Regions from separate parts of the Mustela erminea genome. Here region 1 is linked to region 2. The links are chromatin contacts, called in public Hi-C maps. All regions are on one chromosome and are shown on one strand. The core of a region is the stretch at or near the end of the contact, and the rest is flanking DNA. Distances in the headings are between cores, read along the strand shown. Region 1 holds the start of NELFA (negative elongation factor A). Region 2 holds the start of LOC116584797.

Region 1 (2,700 bases), core at 46-2,545, 130 kb before region 2:
CACAACATTTAAGTTTTGTCGATGATAAATCAGTAGGTATCCCGAACACACCAGAGTGGGTTGGGGGTGGTGCCTGGGGAGAGAGGTGAGCTAGATCTGATCTGAGGGGACTGGACTGCAGACCTCTCCACTGCCCAGGTGCAGAAGGGTGAGGCAGTGGGTGCATCCCCCCTTCCTCCCCATAGTGGTCTTGAACTGGAAAGATGGAGCCTATGGGTGTGAAGGGAGTAGGTCCGAAGGGGCGATTTGGACGCCGGCGCTCTTGGAGATGATGGGGGAGGGGCACAAGTATGTGTTGGGGCAGGGAGGTGAGGACCTGGGAAGGAGGTACCGTCCTGAGGCACGGAGGTGCTCCCTAGGCAGGTCGCCCTTGCTCCTGCTCACAGCCTGCGACCTCCTGCAACCTCCCCTTCTCCGACAGATGCCCCAGTCCTGCCAGGCCATGGTAGACCAGTACCCACTCCTCCCAGTTTGTGACCATAACCAGAGCACCTCCTGGTCCACGGAAACCTCCCGAAGCAGGCGAGGTGGCGGGCCTATTAGGAAGCAGAGGGTTGGCCACGGCGGAGAGTAAGCCCCGCAGGCAAAGGGATCTTGACTCCGTGCTGGGATTTCCTTGATCATTCCCAAAGTGGAATCCTGGCACGGGGAAACCGCCCTCACTCCGCCGGGAAGGCAGGGCTCATTCTCCCGCACTCCGGGCATCTGCAAAGGGAAGGTCCAAGTCTGGCAGGCTGCCCGCACAGCGACTCCGTCCTCTCCCCGGGCAGCTGCGGGCACCAGCAAACACAGCGGCACCGGGGACCGGAGTCCAGCCAAGCACCCGCCGCCCAGCGGCCTCTGCGCACCATCCTCACTACCGTACACCGCCCACTCCCTCTGGGCCGCAGAGCCCACTCAGGCCTCTGGGACGGCAGCGAGCACAGGGCACCCCTCACCCGAGGGCATGCGAGCGCCCCGGGCAGCCCCCGGCGGACCGTCCTACGCGTCCTGTGGCCCTTGGAGACCTTCCTTCGGCACGGCCAGCGCGCAGGGTGCTCCTTCAGCAGGGGGGGCGAGGAGGCCTGGGCCGTGCGCCTGGGACCCTGCCTGGAAGCCCGCCTCCGGGCCACATTGGACGCCTGGTCCGCACCGGGACCAGATAGCGCGGGCTACCGGGCGGGCGTCTCGCGGCAAGGGCCAACCCCGCTAGCGCGCTCCGCCTCGAAGCCGCGTCCCCCGTCCACGCGCCCTTCCGCCACAGGCGCGCGACGCCCCTCTCCTGACGTCATCTCACCCAGCCGCCGAAGAGCAGGCCGCGGGCGCCGCCATGCTGCGTTACGGCGACCCGCGAGCCCTCCTCGGCGCCGCCGCGTACCGCCTCGCCGAGGCCCCGCCCCCAGGAGACGTCACCGCGGCCGCCCCGCGGGCGCCGCCATGTTGGGGGTCCTCGCCGCGGCCGCGTAGGTGTCTTCATAAGATGCCGGCTCGGCGGCGCCCGGCTTTCTCCCCCCAAAATGGCGTCCATGCGGGAGAGCGACACGGGCCTGTGGCTGCACAACAAGCTGGGGGCCACGGACGAGCTGTGGGCGCCGCCCAGCATCGCGTCCCTGCTCACCGCCGCGGTCATCGACAACATCCGTCTCTGCTTCCACGGCCTCTCCTCGGCCGTGAAGCTCAAGCTGCTGCTCGGGACGCTGCACCTCCCGCGCCGCACCGTGGACGAGGTGAGGCGAACGGCGGTGGGAACGCGGGGCCGCCCTTTCCAGGGACCCTAGACCCGGGCCCTGCCCCCTTCTCTCCGACTTTCCCTCTTACCCCTTCCAGCCCTCCCCCGGACCTTCACGGTCACCCGGAACCCCGCGACCCTCACGCCCCACTTCCCACGGACCCTCATTCCCGCCTCGAGACCCTCGTCCCCGACCCTCACGCCCTCCCCTACCCTCACGCCCCCCTGCCCACGCACAGTCATTCCCGCCCCGAGACCCTCATGCCCGACTCTCAAGCCCCCCTGCCCACGGACCTTCACCGCCCCCTGGCCCACGGACCCTCGTTCCCGCCCCGGGACCCTCGTGCCAGACCCTCACGCCCCCCTGGCTCACGGACCCTCGTTCCCGCCCCGGGACCCTCGTCCCCGACCCTCACGCCCCCTGCCCACGGACCCTCATTCGGGCCGCGGGACCCTCGTTCCTCGACCCTCACGCCTCCCCCTCTCTCACGCCCTGGTCAGGCCTGTCTCCCGACCGCCGGCCCCACAGGCCCCGGCCTCCCGGCCCCGGGGGTGCTGGAGGGGAGGAGCTGGAGCCCACCGGCTGGGAGGGGAGGTTGGGAAGCCGCCGGAGGACGTGGGGTCCCCCCGCAACCGGGATCCGGGCCGCGGAGGGCGGCGGGCTCCGGGTTCTGTCCCGGGCACCTCACGAACAGCCGCTCGTTCAGGACGCTTGTTCACAAATCTTAGGGTTCTTCCCGCGTACGGGTGCTCCACGTCGCTCAAGGGCGTGAGTGTGAGACTGGTCTTGTTTTTGCGAAACGGCACGCTGTGTCGGTTTTCGCGCGAGGTGAACTAGGTTTCAAAACACCGAAGCTGGCGCCGGCTAACGTAGTGCCGCTGCGGTTGTCGGAGGACGCGGCTGCGGTCTGTACCTTCGTGGCTGCGGGTGGAGCCGGCGCACAGGTGCGGGTCTGCGGGGCTGGCGGGGCTGGCGGGGAGGTGCCTGCTGC
Region 2 (2,700 bases), core at 191-2,690:
TGAAGCTGAGGCCTATGTAAGGCCATGCTTCCTCTGAGGCTCTCAGTGAGCATCTTCCCAGGCTCTTCCCAGCTTCTGGTGATAGTGGGCAAGCCTTGGTGTTCCTGGGTTCCTATCAGCAACACTGCACTCCCAGGCTCTGTCTCACATGGTCTCATTTCCTTTGTGTCCACCTATTTTGTCTTCTTTCTTTCTTTTTTTTTTTTTTAAGATTTTAATTATTTATTTGACAGACAGATATCTCAAGTAGGCAAAGAGGCAGGCAGAGAGAGAGGAGGAAGCAGGCTCCCTGCTGAGCAGAGAGCCCCATGTGGGGCTCCATCCCAGGACCCTAGGATCATGACCTGAGCCAAGGCAGAGGCTTTAACTCACTGAGTCACCCAGGCGCCCCCTTTCTTTCTTTTTAAAAAAACTTTATTTTTAAGTAATCTCTACACCTGAAGTGGGGCTCAATCAATTTTGAGAGCAAGCGTCGCTTGTTCCACCAACTGAGCCAGCCAGGGGCCCCTATTTTCCCTTCTCCTAAGGACGCCAGTCCTAAGTCCGCTTAAGGACTTCTTAATTTGATTACATCTGCAAAGACCCTGTTTCCAAATAGGTCGCATTCACAGTTAGGGGAGTTAGGCCTTGAACGTATCTTTTGGGGAACAAAGTACAACCCACATCTCCCTTACTAACTGCACGACCTTGGGCAGGGTGTGAGGCTTCCTTGTGCACAGTGTGGCAGTAGTGCCGTACCGGCTGCAGGAGTGGCTGGGAGTTAGGAATGGCCGCTTCCCTAAGGGCACATGGTCCCATTTGCCCCGCTGCCCTCCCATCGGGTGATGGCCCGGGCAGTCGCCGCGTGGGCGGCGGAACCGGAGCGGCGCGGGTTCAGCGGGGCAGGAAAGCTCGCACGTTCCGGCCGCGGGATAAGGAGGCGGCGCCCGGGCTGCGGAGGTTAGAAACCTGCCCCAGCGGGGTACGCAGAGCTCCCGCCGTCCTGGCCCCGACCCACAAATCCCGCCCGCTCCATTGGCCACGCGCCGCGAGGCCCCGCCCCCGCCCGGCCCCGCCAGTGGCCCGCTACCTGGCTCCTCTTCCTGACTCTGACCCTCCGCCGCCAGGGTGTCGCCCGCTCAGTGAGTCTCGTGGCTTCCGCCGAGGGAACCGAGGGCAGCGATGAGAAGACGGGCGATCTTCGCCGTGCCGCGCCCACCCCTGCACCGCCCTCCTCCGCGGGGACTGCCCCAGGTGGAGGACCACCAGTCAGGGCGCCCTGGCCAGCGCTGCCCACCCACTCAGGTTTTCGCTGAAGAAACATTGTTTTGTGCTAAAGTTGCGCTTCTTTTTCTAATTATGAAGACTGCAGAAAATTAAAACCCAAAACATATTAGGGTGCCTGGGTGGCTCCATCGATAAGCGTCTGCCTTCCGCTCAGGTCATGATCCCAAGGTCGTGGAATCCAGCCCCATGTCAGGCTCCCTGGCCTGCTTTTCCCTTTCCCACTGCCCCAGCTTGTCTTCCCTCTCTCGCTGTCTTTGCGTGTCAAATAAATAAAATCTTAAAACACACACACACACACACACATCCAAAACATCAAAGAGAAGAAAATGAAAGTTCTTTGCAGGCTCTGGGCCTGCCACTAGGTGTAAGAACTGGTAAAATCTTGGGGAACTCTTTGGGGGCACTTCTGTTTTGGACTAGTGACCACCTTCCCCAGCCTGAGTTGGGGACTGACTAGAGACAGCAGAAGCAGCCACTCACAGCCAGCCTAGTGGGCAGCCACACAGACACAGAACCTGGCCTCTCTTTCCCTCACTCCTGCCCCCAGCCAGATGGACTTTTATTTTTTTATTGTAATAAGTTTACTTTTTAAAAGATTTTGTTTATTTATTTGTCAGAGAGAGAGCGCGCGCACAAGCAAGGGGAGCAGCAGGCAGAGGGAGAAGCAGGCTCCCCGCTGAGCAGAGAGCCTGATGCAGGACTCAGTCTCAGGACCCTGGGATCATGACCTGAGCTGAACGCAGACGCTTCACCGACTGAGCCACCCAGGCGTCTCTGTAATAAGTTTATATTTACAGAAAAGATGCACAGATAACAGTTGCCCACCTGTTTCCCCTAGTCTCATCAGCTCACATTTCCATGGTAGCTTTGTCAAAACTAAGAAACCAGCATCAGACCATTAACACTAAATTCTAGGCTTGATTCAGAGCTCACCAGTTTTGCCACAAATGTGGAAACATTTGTCTTTTTTTTTTTTTAAAGATTTTATTTATTTGTCAGAGAGAGTGAGCGAGAGCAAGCACAGGCAGACAGAGTGGAAGGCAGAGTCAGAGGGAGAAGCAGTCTCCCTGCGGAGCAAGGAGCCCGATGTGGGACTCGATCCCAGGAAGCTGGGATCATGACCTGAGCCGAAGGCAGCTGCTTAACCAACTGAGCCACCCAGACGTCCCGACATTTGTCTTTTTAAAAAAGCAAATTGGAGGGCGCCTGGGTGGCTCAGTGGGTTAAAGCCTCTGCCTTCGGCTCAGGTCATGATCTCAGGGTCCTGGGATCGAGCCCCGCATTGGGCTCTCTGTTCAGCAGGGAGCCTGCTTCCCCCTCTCTCTCTGCCTGCCTCTCTGCCTCCTTGTGATCTCTGTCTGTCAAATAAATAAATAAAATCTTAAAAAAAAAAAAAAGCAAATTGGATTGAGGCTAGAACAGAGAATCCTGTAG

Evidence for each region. Hi-C and Micro-C count contacts between places; a contact is called where the count stands out from the background.
Region 1: a contact with region 2 is called in a Hi-C map of skeletal muscle, with 11 times the contacts expected there. The contact joins the promoter of NELFA here to the promoter of LOC116584797 in region 2. A contact is called at or near these places in 2 of 3 Hi-C or Micro-C datasets (skeletal muscle and spleen).

What each region holds. Positions count from the first base shown.
Region 1 is chr2:98,215,275-98,217,974 of mMusErm1.Pri, reverse strand. NELFA (negative elongation factor A) reads left to right here and starts at 1,295. Exons shown (of 12, transcript XM_032333592.1): 1 at 1,295-1,706; 2 at 2,547-2,653. The coding sequence starts at 1,310.
Region 2 is chr2:98,086,948-98,089,647 of mMusErm1.Pri, reverse strand. It overlaps LOC116584797, which reads right to left and starts at 1,440. Exons shown (of 5, transcript XM_032333596.1): 1 at 1,070-1,440. The coding sequence starts at 1,303.